Linked DNA regions of Mus musculus: regions 2 and 3 are each linked to region 1. The links are chromatin contacts, called in public HiChIP or PLAC-seq and promoter capture Hi-C maps. All regions are on one chromosome and are shown on one strand. Each heading gives the region's core, a stretch centred on a gene start, on an enhancer-like site or on the middle of the called end of the contact. The rest is flanking DNA. Distances are from core to core; before and after follow the strand shown.

Region 1 (4,681 bases), core at 1,642-4,141:
CTAGAAAATATATCCCATCCTAAGATAAGCTATCATGAACAACCATTCTCTCCATGACGTTGACAATTTCCTGCATAACTTAGTACCTGGCCCTCTAAAATTCTGACCAACATTTTTTTAAAAAATCACAAATTTTAATAAGAGCAAAATGCCTGTTCCTTAGAATAAATTGTACCGCTTAAAACCATTTTATAAAAGTATAAAAATGTCAATAAAATGAATTATCTACCCTCTCCCATCAGCTGTAGGGAATCAATTTAAGGAAAGTTGGCCAGTGTGGCAGCCTCCTGCCTCACTGCTCTGAGGGTGACCCTACTACAGATTTGTCTTACCCAAGATGAAAGTTCTGTGCTCAATTAAATAGTAACAGAAGCAGGGGCAGAGTGTATGGTCTTGAGACACCAAGCCAATGCTTCCAACCGGGGCCCCACCCACAACAGAAAAGTCTATAGCTTCAGTTCCGTGAAGAGGAGCGCCAGCTGATCAGGAGAAATAGCTTAAAACACCAGCAAAATGGTGGCATTGAAATCAGGCTCCTTCACTCCAGAGACCCGTGTGCTGTTGAGCTCTGTTTTGGTGTTAGAGTACCCACCCCACTTCACCTCCCAGAAGTCTTCAGAGGCGATATCTGTTTTTAAAGGCCTAGGGATGCCTCTGTCCAAAGGGAGAGGAGACTGAGCAAGCTCTCGTGTAAGCCTCCAAAACTGTGTGTGACAATACAATATGAAACCACATTCTTACATGTTAAAAACGCAAGGAAGCACAATGAACACAGCCTGGTTCTCAAATCCCCAAAGAGCGGAGGATATCAGAAGGAAATAAAACCTAGTAAGGGTCCGGAAAGCAAAATCCCACTTCCTTAGAGCAGAACACGGCCCCAAAGCACTTACCTCTGACCTGCTAATAATACCAACTAGCTAAGCGAATACCAGCAAGAACAGAGCTGAAGTCTCAGTTCTGTTTTTTTCTCAGGCCTTCAAAGGTATTGAAAGAGGACTGAGGTAACACCAGCCAATGAATGGGAGACCCTGAGGGTACCCACAAACATGGAGTCATAGGTATGAGTGGGGCTTATCAGAAGTTTAGAAAGACCCAAGGTATTTACATAAGAAATCACAGTATTATAATAATATAATAAGGAAAACATCAGAAAACTTGTGTGGATATAGGTAATATAATTTTTAGCACACACAACAACAACAAAAAATGTTATTGACTCTGGGACCTTTTGCATAAACGAGGCCTAGGTCAAGCACACGTCCATACCCACAACTATGGGAAGAGGTCCTGGATAAGGGTCTCATGAGTGGTCACAGAACTTCTAACACAGCTTCCTCAAGATTGCTCTCTCAACGTCTCTGCCCAGTGAAATAGAAACATGGGAGGTGGTACTCGTAATAGTTGGTAGTGTTTAAATGTGGTTATAAACTTCCAAATAACTCCAGTCTCTCCCACCACAGTTCTTAAATGCCACTCTCCAGTGATGCAGCAGAAACTAGTCCCACATGGCTCCATATTCTAATAGCATTCTCAACTGTGAAATTCTCTTTATCTCTTCTGTAAAGAGAAATAAGAAACTTTATCTCTTCTGTAGAAATTGACTCTTCCCTGGACCTCAAGGAAAGTAGCGCCCAGCCATTCCGGATCCCTAACTTCTCCTTATCCATTGAAAGATATTGCCTTGATAAATCCTCACACCAGTGTCCACAGAACCAACTGGCGTTTCCATCAGAAATCTCAGACTCTGAACTCCCCCATTCTCCCTGAGATCAATGTGGAAAAACAATGGAGACACCTGAGGACTCTGAGAATTTTATGCTTCATCCAGAACATGTATCATCGCGCAAAGCAGATTTCAGAGTCCCAAGGAAGACAAGAAAATTAACGTGGTCTTGCCACTTCGTTGCTCTCATGAACCAACAAGATTCATCCCCCCACTGATCTCGGCTCTATCCACACTGAGACCAACACTTGTTCATAGTGTACAAACAAAATCAAAAGAGTCCCTGCATCCAGGACATTTGTTGCTGGTGAGTCATGTCTGCCTGTCTGGTCATAGTATTCCATTGTGGAAAAACAAAGGGTTGGTCTGTCCTCTTGTGATACGGTAAAAATCATCTACCTAAGTTGAGTTTTCTTTTTGCCTAGGATCATTTTTAAGGGTACCACCTGCCTAACCTTGACCACCTGACTCCTGCCGCCTTTGTGAATATAGATTCTTTTACCTATCTACACCTATTTCCTCAAACTGGAATACACTAAAGATGAATTGGCTTTTCCCTATAGCTCCTGAGTCAGAAGAAATATCAGTCAAGACACCTCTAGACTGTGAGACCATAAGCTCACCCTGAGCACTACCATCCCTTAGCCAGCCAGCTCGTCACTGAGCGACATCAGAGTCACCTGTCTCCGTTTGCTTTTTTTTGTCCCAGAGAAATCTAACCCAGGGATATAGCTCTGGCATACATACCACATGGGCAGAGAGAAACCGGGGGCTTTTAGACTCTCACTGATTGGCAGTCCAGACAATGTAGGGAATTCACAGATAACACTCACACAGGAGTAACCCAGCTGCTCTCACCCAGATAAACTCTAACAAGACCCAGTGGGGGAGCCAGGGGAACACAAGCTCTACTTCCTGCCAGCTGCCTCTGGTTTATTTTCACCTGTCTGCTTCAAGACAGCTTGTCTTTCCACCGAGCAGGTGTTTGAATCTCAGGTTCAAAAGAAGTTTAAAAGCGAGGACTTACCTCATTTACCTAAAGATTCTGGGTGGGAAGTCCTATGGCTCTGGTGATGAAGAAGAAGGCAGGAAGCTATCACACCAGCTCCTACCGAGATGGGGAGCCACGGCCTTATCACGTCTGAGCTCTCATCAGAGTGAAGATAAATGCATATGACAATAATTTAAAATCATTTTGTAGGATGTTAAGCAATAAGCCACCAACCGGGAATTCCCTAAGTCACTTCCCCCTCCTCTGATTGGCTGCCCGGCCCTTTAAAAAAATAAAATAAAGGATTACAAACATTGGCTCATTTGCATTTGGCCAACTCAGACGTTAGTGTTCAAACAAAACAGGTCTAACCAGGTTATGCCTGTGTCTCAAGAACAGAGGCGACCTGTTAATGGATGAGGAATTGATTTGGTCGTGACTGTACTTTTCAGCTTAGAGGCAGTTTCAGGTGAAAAGTATCTCGCTCCCCAAAAGATGCTCTGAGGAAGGGGGAATAGAAAAGCCAAGTCCAAGTCCCTGTCAAGCAAATGAAGGAAGAGGGCCTGAGGTGCTCTTAAACATCCGGCTCATTTTCTAACCCGTATTTAGTCCTCTGCTATGTCATCAAGATCTTTGCCCTGGCTGTGCAGGTACCCGGCGTGGAAGGAGCTTCTAGTTTCTAGTCCATTCTGTCTGTCTCTGGGCATCATGACCAACTCTTTGTAGTGACTCTTGACAATTTCAGAGGCTTTTCCCCAGTCCCAGGTAAGCACCTCAGAGGATCGGACAGCCCTGGAAGGGAGGGGCCACTGTGAAATGTCTTTGGGCAACAATCCTCAGCCAGACAAGGGCTGGAGGACCAGCTTGTCTTCCCTTCCCCTTGACTCTTACACGATGCATCGTACTGCTTATCAGCCCTCCCTGTAGGATCCAGAAAAGAGAAAACCAAATGCCAGTCTGAGCAAGATGTGAACTGCTGAGGGGACCTACGGATTTCACAGATCCCCACCCCCTGAGCTAAGGGTGCACAGGGAGTTTCCGATTCTTGCTTCACTGGGTCCCACATGTTTCTCCACCTGCACAGGTGAGCGACTACCCTGGCCAGGAAAAATACAATCCCCTAACCATTAACTTTCCCTTCTGGGTCTTCCTGGACACCAGCCTTCTATGAGCAAAGCATCCCCTGGCAGGTTTGTTGAACTCGGCGAGGCTCTTCTCCCTTTGTCGGAAGACAGGAAGGAGTTTGGCAAAAAGATTTTGTGATCACAACTCAGTTCCTTCTGTGGCAAAAAAAAAAAAAAAAAAAAAAAAAAAAAGTGTGTGTGTGTGTGTGTGTGTGTGTGTGTGTATGCAAAAGTTCATGGAAAAAACAAAACCCAAATGGTTGTTGTGCTGCTGACTGGGGCAGGAGCCAGCCAGCTTCAATGCTCTCTTGTACTTGTTGCTTGGTTTAAGCACCATGAATTCAGAGAAGTTCCAGGTTCAAAAGACAGAGGTGAGGCAAGGGTGGGTTTGGAGGGGTCTTTAAAGGAGGTATTGGCATCCTTAATGTTTAGGGTTTAGGGTGACTCTCTGAAGCTGCTCTTTAACCTCCAGCAAATAAACCCACCTCCCCTGCAGTTCAACCTTATCTAGCTGCCAAAGGCTCTGTTGACATGCAAATGTATGCCCTGGGCCTTATAAAAACAGTAAATGTCATCACTGCCCATTATCATATTAGCCCCAATTAGTCTATCAGCTCCAGATCTGAGAGGCCCCAGGGAACAGCCAGCTGGAGTTTTGCTGGAGAGATGAATCAAGCTACCCTAACTCCACCCACCATAGGGTGTTTGCTGCGGGGGGGGGGGGGGGGGCGGGGGGGGGGGCTCTAGGGAAGCAACCTTAGCCTTCTCCACACTTTTGCGTGACCTTCACCTGAAACAGCAGAGTCTGGTAAGGGGTATGGTGTGTATAGTCCTGAAGTACGA
Region 2 (4,677 bases), core at 883-3,382, 630 kb before region 1:
GATTCACCCCTACTTCCTTTCAAGCTCCACGCTCCCCCACTCCCCACCCCCATCTCAGCCAACAGTGCTGCCATAGTACTGAAGTCAGAAATAAAGCTTTGTCCCTGAACTTTTCTCTCCTCTCAGCTCTGATCTGCCAGCTTACCAGGTAAGCCCCTCTCTCCAAATGGTTCCTTAAGCCTTGCCCATTCTCTGCATTGCCACAGGTATGGCTTTAGCCCAGGCAGCAGCTGTTGCTTTCTTGGAGACTGCATAGCTTCCAACCTTTCAGATTTTCCCAAGCCATGCCTGCATCTTGCTTACCCATTTTCCTTCTAAGACCATTTATTTCCATTGTTCTCCTACCATCGACAGCTAGTTAGTGCCTTCTAGAGCATTCTCTGATGATCAGCTTCAATGCCACTCCCTAGAAGGGGCTTTCTGGTCTCCCTTTCTCAATTCTACCCCAGTCTTCTTATTTTCTTCCTTCGTGGCAGCAATTACAGCTTTCAAATATCTTGATTATTTATTCTCTTCTTTCTATGGCTCTCACGGGTGGTAAGAATATTTGAGGACTAGTTGATTTTTGCAAAGTCCTCTGTTAGGATTAACACGGTGCACTTAACATTCACCCATAACTGAATAGATGGTCCTATCCGTGTGAGGGAAGCCGGGGTAGATTCTTAAGAGGGTGACTACTGCGATGGGCTTCTTCCTGGGGGGCTGTTCTGATGTGCTTTGTTCAGGCCTCTCTCAGCACATCATTAGATCAGATAGTGCTAAGTGTTTTCTAGTCTGCCTGCTTACTGTCTTTCAGATCTCTCCGAGGATCGGGACTAGCTTAATTTATTTTCACTTCCTCTTATTATCTCCATCCCAGGGAATGCTGGTGTAATTGAATTGTCTACTTTGGGAAAGAAACTCAGAAGGGCGTGGAGTGGGGGAGAAGAAATAGGCTTAAGCCAGTGAAAAGGCCAGGATTGGGAAAATGTGTCTTTTTGCTCCTTAGGAGGTGATCATCTTCATATGGTGCTGGTGGTCAATGATATATCCCTGCCCAGCAGTCAATAACCAGCCTTCTTATTGCTAAGAGTTAGCAGGGTTCAAGTAGGTTACAAAGCCACCCTTTGGGCAACAGCTCATCTCCTGAAGCCAAAAATAGATTTGCCATGTTCACCTGTGTCCCTGCTCTACTGCCTGGGAAAGACTACAAATTCCTCTCTCTGCACTTCTTTCAGAACACAGTGGATTCTGGTCAGATGAACATCACTGAGCCCTCGCCTTTCCTGAGACTGTCTGTCTCCCTTCAGAACTGTGTCTTTTCTTTTTCCTTGTTCTTTGCAAAGGGAAGCAAGAAGCTGGAATGAATTAGGCATTCAGATACAAAGAAGGGCTCTGAGTCAAAGTTGGTATTTAAATTGCATCAGTGAATAAAACCTGGGGCTTGACAGTTTAACTGCTTATAAAACTGATTTAGAAGAAGAACAGTTACCAGAAGCTGCCGGTTCTGTGGCTAAATTGTTGCTTTTGATTACTACAGAGCTTCTTAGAACATTTAATCATTCCCAGTGGAGTCCCCTTACTGTGACTTCCTGCAGGTAGAGAAATGACATCTTTAAGTATGTGTGTTTGCTGCTAATCCAAAGGAGAATGCTTTACACACACACACACACACACACACACACACACACACACACACATTTCCCCTCTGACATGGACTTCTTTACTTTCCTGGTGCTTGGCTGTGTTTGGGGGTATTTGTTTCGTTCTCTTGGGATAAGAGGGTGAAAACCATTCCAGGAACCGTCGGCAGGACAAACAGCCAGCATCTGAGCCTCCTAGGGAAGTCCTTAGCTGCGGCTTCCCTCATGGCTAGTAGGGTGCACGAATACTAAAAGCCTGCCAGATTCAAATCCAAGTCTGCAGGTTCTGAAATGAAAATAAAATCAAAGTATAAATTCTACATTTTGTAGTTTCCTCTGACACAGAGGCCATTGTAAGTCCCGAGAACCAGGCATGCACCCACGTACTATCTTCCTCCTTCGGGAGACTCATCATGCATTTCTAGTCAAACCACTGTCCAGGCCATCCACCAAACCACTGTCCAGGCCATCCACCATTGTTTGACAAACAGGCCCAACCATTTCTCCCAGCAGGGGGCGCTGTGGGGCTGATGACCACAGGCCGGGCAATGGGATTTTCCTGCCACTCTAAAGCAAGAGCCAGAGGGTGAATGGCTCTTTCCCAGTCCAGCACCAGCTGACCCCTGGATTTTAAAGAAGGAAAGGCCTGATACTTTGATTTTCAAACATTCCAAGTTACCCTGAGTTGTCAAATCAGCCAGAGATCCAGAGTTCTTCGGGGACTACCTTTTGCTGGGAGGAATTTGGCAGTCTTGGTTCTTGTTACCCATTTTGGCCCTAGATCCTCTCTCTCACGTTGTGCTCCTGGATTCTCCTCAGCCAAGTGCAAGAAGGAGCCTTGATTCCAGATTCAGGTACGTGTAAAATGTTTCTGTCTGGGTTATTGACAAACTGGTTTAAGGCGAAGGGGCGATTGTATGATAGATCTGGAGTTGGCTCTAAGGCTGAACGGAAAGGTACTTGAGGAAATAAAGAGAACATTTGAAAGCTTGGAGGCGCCCCAGAATAAATAGTTCAAGAATGAAGGCACAAAAACAGATATTCTTTTCAAAATGACTAACTAGGCACCCCAGAGGGCTAACTTGTGTTTCAAGCCAGTTGGCAACAAGATTAAAGTAGGCATGGAAACCCTGTTTTAGTTAAAGGATACTCTCCCTTAGGAGTCAGCGTCCATATGTCCTCTAAAGGGCTTTCCCCTCTGCCTGTGGCTAAGCTACGGAGGCAAACCAGTGAGGGGGGTGACTTGCTCACATTCTGAAAGCAGGAAAGTCACTGTTCTGCCCCCAGATGTAGTTTTAATGTCTCACTGGAGGCATTTTAAGTGAAGGCTTGGGATCCTTTTGCTACTGGCTCACAGGGTGTTTGTTGAATGGGTAAATGAGCGAGAGCCTCCGGAGAGAAAGCTTGTTAGAGGAGTCTTTATCATAAGAACTTCAGATTTCTCCATCAAGAGCATCTCAGATTACTTGGGAACAAACAGAAAGGACCAGAGAAGGAGAGCCAGCCAGCTTCACCGGCATGTGCTGTAGTGTTTGGCTGGGCCTTTGAATAACAAGTGGCTCCCAACTTGTTATTTTGCTCTGTATCCCACAGTTCATGGCTCCATTTCAGGGAGCCTTGCAGGACCAAGCTTATACGCAGTCCCCCTCATGGTGACCGTAAACAAGCTAAAAGATGAGAAGAGACCCCGAGAACGCCTGCTGCTTAACTGTATGCTAGAGTAGTCGAAGATGAAATACTTTGCATAAAAGAGCTCCTAGGAGCCAGCATTGCACACAGTTATGAGGAAGTTTGAATCCCTACTTAAACCCAAGAAAAACTTCCTGTCTCTTCACTCATTAGCTTAAGACTTCAGGAAAATTAATGAGCCTCTTTAAGGCTGGGTGTCATTTTTAGTTTTAAGTAGGAGCAATGCCACCTACTCAGCAGGGTTTGGCATAGAAGGTATATGTGAAGGACTCTAGGCCCAGTGCCCGGGAGGTGGACATCTCCCAGTAATGGTAACTGTCATTGTTCTTGGAACCATAACTCTCTGGTTACCTGTAGCCTTCTGTGCTTAGCTTGAGCCTTTCACCAGCCTCCTGACTTTCCAGGTTACTTGGTAACATGTAGTCTGCACCCACACGTATGTTTGCTAGGTCTTTTCCATAAAGCTATTGGCGATAAGATTAGAAAGCCGGCCCAGGTGTCTTTGATGGTGTGAGTGGTGTGTTTGCACCTGCGGCTGCCAGGATAGTTTCCCCCTCCGCTGTGCTTTCTACTCCTTACTTGTTAGAATTATTACACACGGTATTCCAAATCTCTGTCTCCTGTGATGGCTGCCCGGATTTTGTACCACAGTCTCGGGTAGAGACATCTACATAACATAGTCAGGTGAAGACGTGAAAAGACAAATCTTCAGGATAAACAGAGGAAAGAGGTCAGTTTGGATAGGTCAAAAGCAAGAAGTTGGGCTGAATAACTGAAGGCACTTGCTGCATTTTCCCAGGTGATTTAGGAAGTGTCTGTAGGAAGCCCGAGTCTGTTAAAGGGCGACTGTTGACTTTCTTAGGGATAAAAGGAGACTAAACTGGTCAGATGGCAGGATGAGGGGTAGGAGAAGGAGGGGAGGAAACATAAGGACACGCTAAAGGCGAATGTGGGTGGGTCTGCCCTTTCCACACGGTAGGAACAGATTGCAAGCCAAACATTTTTATTTTGGAAGCAACTTCTAGGTTGATGGAAATGCACTTGCATAAATCATGTGTCTCCAAGAACAACAAGGTGGCCCAGCTACAGGCAGATGCTGCCGGCCTAGGGAGATGCCCCTTCTAGCTATGAGGTCTCTGGGTGACTCTTCTGAAAGACCCTCTTACACTCCCAGGGCTGAGAGTTGAGTAGATAAAGCGGCTTCTGCCTCTTGCTGGGTAAGAGAATACTTTGCTTCAATGCAGCACTCCTGAGGTGAGATGGAGCTGGGGAGATGACTCAGTGGACTGTCTGCCTTGCCCAAGGACCAGCATCCTGGTCAAGAGCTGGGAGTTGTTGTGTATCCTTGTAATCCTGGAGTTAGAGA
Region 3 (4,118 bases), core at 747-3,246, 790 kb before region 1:
CCTTTTTCTTTATTTCCAGCAGTGAGGGAGTGTGTTGTCTACAGAGCACTTAAAAACAATAATAAAACAAATGGAAATTTGTTCTGCTTTTTATCATCCCTGTACACCTGCCTGAGATGCAATGCCAGAAACAAAATATTTGAAGGATTACAGAATACACACTGTAAAATAAAAGCTCTTCAGAGCTGAAGACATTTAATTCTTGAAAGCTTTCCTCTGCCTAGGAGCAGAGCCTTACCATAGAATTTGGCTGCCATAGGTCAAATTGGGAGCAAACTGGGAGTGCCAACTCCTGTCACTGGTGATGAAAGGTCAGAGCCACACCCAAACACTTGATAGACATTGTCAAAGATCTACTGTGTCTCCCATCTGTTCTTCTATGTGCTCATCTGTCATCTCCACCCAAGTCTTGTGCTTTTCCATCAAGAGTCCTTTCTCTCAGATCTCTGGTTAAAATGGCAGATGTCAAATTCCAATCACCACCTCCTTGAGTTGCATTTCATTGTGAACTTCAGTAACCATAATTAAGCGTGCCGTTTCTCTTGCTAACCTGGTGTCATTAGCTTAATTTATGCATTCTGTTATCTTGTATTCCTCATACTGGAGAGTAAACCCAGGGCTCTATACATGCCAGGTAGCACAGCACCTACTAAGCTATATCCCCAAGTAATTTACAGGCTTCTAAGTACTGAAGCTAAGAGGATAAAGACCCCCCACCCCAAACTCCTCACATGGAGAGTTTCAGGCATTCACTGTGCTCTAAAGAGACTTCCTGGGACCTACAGCAGTCACTTGAAGCTGTAAGGAGCTTCTCAGAGAAGTCTGATGTTTAAGAATACTGGATCCAGACTAGGAAGAGCATAGCTTTCCTATGCTTCTGGAAAGATCTTTGAATCTTTCTTTCCCCTAGACAGGGTTTCTCTGTGCAGCGCTGGCTGTCCTGAAACTTGCTGGGAGTAAAGGCATGTGCCACCAGGACCTATCAAGGTCTTTGAATCTTAAAGGACACTGATTGATTAGTGATATCTACCAAACACAATAGGATGAGGGGTGGAATTAGGATGTCGGTAGGTGTTTACCAAAGCCGCATGTAGCTGTCCTCCTATAACTCTTTAAAGTATCAATAGTGTTTTTCTTCATGCTTTCTTTCTCTTCTGAGCCCTCCCTCTTGGTAATTTTTAGCAAACCATTCCTCTTGAGTCACATATCTTCTTTGAGTTCAAGAACAGATGCTGAAGAACCAAGAGTCTCTGTCAGCATCTGCCCAGTGGGCTTTGCCTCTTGGCTTATCTTGTTTTTCCATTCTTTTTCTTCAGAGTTCTGGAAAAAAGCTTGAGGGTGATTCATTTGCCCTGTGCTCCAACTTGAAAACAAAAGAATCTCTAGCATGAGCAATAAAAGAAGATTGTTGGCACGTGATGTTATTACATTCCTTTTCGTTCTCATTCACAGCCGTCCTTTTGAAGCACTTTCTAGCGCTGAATCCCCATGCTGCTTGGCATTTGGGGGAACAAGAATAGGACAGACAGAATGCCTGGTCTTTGAGAAGTCAACCAGGAGCACTAGATTTCATCAGGCAACTAGGAGTGTTAAGTGCTATGATGGGGTGCGAAGAGAGTGTAAAGAGGGAAGAGGCACAATTGTCTGCAGGGGATGATGGAGAGTTTTCTGAAGTGTTAATCCTGTCTTTGCCCCTGTGGGTTTGTTAACTTAATAAACTTATAATTACAGAGAATGTTCTATGTGCCAAGTTCTGATCCAGACATGTGTGCTGCAGGGGTGAACTAAACAAAGATCCCTGCTCTCAGGGAGTGTGCATGGTAATAGAGGGACCAGATGGGAAATACTGAGGCAGCAGGCAAGGATCACCACGTCAGATTTATTAGCTGGTAAACTGGGGTGGGGGAATGTGGTTTGGCTGGTGCTGTGATGGCTTCTCCCTTCTCTTTCTACCATCTGCAGGCAAGGTGGACACTCCTTGTTCCATCCTGCTCAGGCCAGTTAGAAAGCAGGTCCTGGGCCCTGACTCATGTGTGCTTTCCCCCTAACTTCAGTGTATGTAAACCACTCCCAATGAAGGGAAGAGTGTAGGAACTGTACTGGGTCAAGATGCAAAGAGTGGTTCTGTCTCAGAGCCAGGAGCAGGCGTGTGAGGCTCTACTTCATTTAGATCAGGAAAGAGTTCAGAGAGTTAGGTGAGGAACTGTCCTCTGGACAAAGAGAGCGAGACTGGGTTTCAGACCAAGGAGAAGTAGGCATCAAAGCATAGATTATGCATAGAAAGCCCTGGTAGTGTTAACATTTTACCTCCTTAAAGGACAAGATTACAGTTTAGTTTACAGATCTTAATTGATTTATTTATCTATTTTTAATTCTGGAGCTGGGCATCCATTTCATTCCATGGAGTAGAGTATGTGTTCTTGTAGGCTTAGATTTTTCAATCCTATTTTTAATATGGGTTCTTAAATGCTTTAACCTCCCTTCTAGCCCATCACCCACCAGAGGTAATGGAAAAGAAAGGTTATTAGGATATGGGGGAAATGGACCTGTTTAGAAATTGTTCTTTGGAGCAAATCCTATCTGCATTGTCAGGAAATCAGCAGTTCAGTTCACAGGAATCAGCAGCAGCAGCTTGATCCACTCTCAAGTACTTCATGAATGAACAGTTTAGTTCAGTAGTGTCAGAATAGCAAACATGCATCAGCACCTAGCAGAAACAGCCAAGCCTCAGCCTAATCACCATGAGTCGGCGATCAGGAGAAGTTCTCTTCTGTGCCTTTCTGTGTAGATCAGCCAAGATGCAGAACCAAGAAGAGTGGCAAAGCTAGCTATACAAGCCTCTGTCACTGTCCATTGAATCCTAATTATATTCCCTCCAAACATCATGTGTCCTCCCAGGTCTTACCTCACCATGTGTCTAGGCTCAGCAAGCGAGTCTGTCTTCGCAAAACTTCACATGCGTCTGTATCAGTTGACATCACTCTGCCAAGCAGCCTGAGCGTAAGAAAGCGGCAAGAAGCTGCCTTACTAGTTCTTTGGGGAGTTTCTCTCTGTGGAGTCACAGCAAACAGACCTCAGCTAGGCAATGTAAGGTGAACCAATACATGTGTGTTGTTAGCGAAGACTCCTTTATCGCATGTTCTTTCTTGTGTTTGCTTTAGCAAACATCCTTTCATCTGTCTGTGTCCACTTCAGGAAAACACTCCTTCACATGTATGCCCCAGCAAAACACCCTCTGATACAAGTGACTTGCCAAAGAACCCGTAAGTTTCCATTTCATGTTCCAGTGAGCTGACCAGAGGAAGCAGGTTTTATAGGGACTCTTGAAAGAGCAAAATACAGAGGATGACTGGTCATTTTGGAGTCATTTTTCTTGTGAGCTGGAGACAAGGAGATGAGAGCAGAAAGGCAGCTGGCAGGTGAATATCACATTGCCCTTTTAGCGTCAAGATTAGGGCAGAAGAAATGTCATTATCGTGCCATTTGAACTGGCTTGATTTAAGAATTCTGTTTCTCTCCCAGTCTCTTGAAGGTCAGACAGATGACTTTCAGTTTTGTGATATGGAAGTTTGGCATGAATGGTAAGGTACCATTTGACATTCCTTTTTTTTCCTTAATAAAGATTTTACTTATTTATTTATTTTAATTATGTATTTCTGTGTGGGTTTATGCAAGTAAGTGCAGTGCCTTCAGAGATCAAAGGAGGGCATGAGAGACCCTAGAGCTGGAGTTGGAAGTGCGTGTGAGCCTCCTAACCTGCATATTAGGAAAGGAACTCTGATCTGCAAGACCTTTAACCTTTGACCACCTATCCAGCTTTTTGATTTTTAATGTAGTGTTTTGGGTCCCAGTACAAGATCATAGTTCAAAGTAATGACGTGTGATGCTTAGAAAACTATCTTGGACATTTCTTGTTTTCTGCCTCATGGCCTCTCAACTGCCATTTTTTTAGCATCCCATCTCCCATAAGAATCCATACCTATACCCACTACAACTCTCCCACATTCTGCCATAGGACTATCCAACATGGATAGTCTTCAGGAACCCATAGACAGTTTTGTGTGCATGCACTGGAAGTGTGGTTGCCCATGGGGAAAACAGAGCCCATCAAGAGCCCA

Evidence for each region. Promoter capture Hi-C pulls out the DNA fragments that hold promoters and counts their contacts. HiChIP or PLAC-seq counts read pairs in DNA pulled down with a chosen protein or histone mark.
Region 2: a contact with region 1 is called in a promoter capture Hi-C map of the C10 cell line, with 3 times the contacts expected there. The contact joins the enhancer-like site here to the promoter of Ehf in region 1. A contact is called at or near these places in 4 of 39 promoter capture datasets (the 3T3-L1 cell line, the C10 cell line and hematopoietic stem and progenitor cells), 1 of 484 Hi-C or Micro-C datasets (bone marrow-derived macrophages), 2 of 115 datasets of contacts at active chromatin or transcription factors (both in embryonic stem cells) and 3 of 9 other capture datasets (adipose tissue, liver and macrophages).
Region 3: a contact with region 1 is called in an HNF4G HiChIP or PLAC-seq map of pancreatic cancer cells. The contact joins the enhancer-like site here to the promoter of Ehf in region 1. A contact is called at or near these places in 2 of 39 promoter capture datasets (3T3-L1-derived adipocytes and hippocampal neurons), 1 of 115 datasets of contacts at active chromatin or transcription factors (pancreatic cancer cells) and 3 of 9 other capture datasets (adipose tissue, liver and macrophages).

What each region holds. Positions count from the first base shown.
Region 1 is chr2:103,300,305-103,304,985 of GRCm38.p6, forward strand. It overlaps Ehf (ets homologous factor), which reads right to left and starts at 2,892. Exons shown (of 9, transcript NM_007914.3): 1 at 2,751-2,892.
Region 2 is chr2:102,673,334-102,678,010 of GRCm38.p6, forward strand. All of the region lies in intron 1 of Slc1a2 (solute carrier family 1 (glial high affinity glutamate transporter), member 2), which reads left to right. It overlaps LOC115489466 (a long non-coding RNA gene), which reads left to right. Exons shown (of 2, transcript XR_003953884.1): 2 at 1-4,677. Among named protein-coding and RNA genes, the nearest start is that of Slc1a2, 17 kb to the left of the region's middle. Within about 2 kb of position 2,133, at least 16 of the 459 cell types and tissues checked have an H3K27ac peak or open chromatin away from gene starts, as enhancers often do.
Region 3 is chr2:102,506,460-102,510,577 of GRCm38.p6, forward strand. No RefSeq gene overlaps it. Among named protein-coding and RNA genes, the nearest start is that of Pamr1, 42 kb to the right of the region's middle. Within about 2 kb of position 1,997, at least 27 of the 459 cell types and tissues checked have an H3K27ac peak or open chromatin away from gene starts, as enhancers often do. A contact at or near this core is called in hippocampal neurons and pancreatic cancer cells, where this site is marked.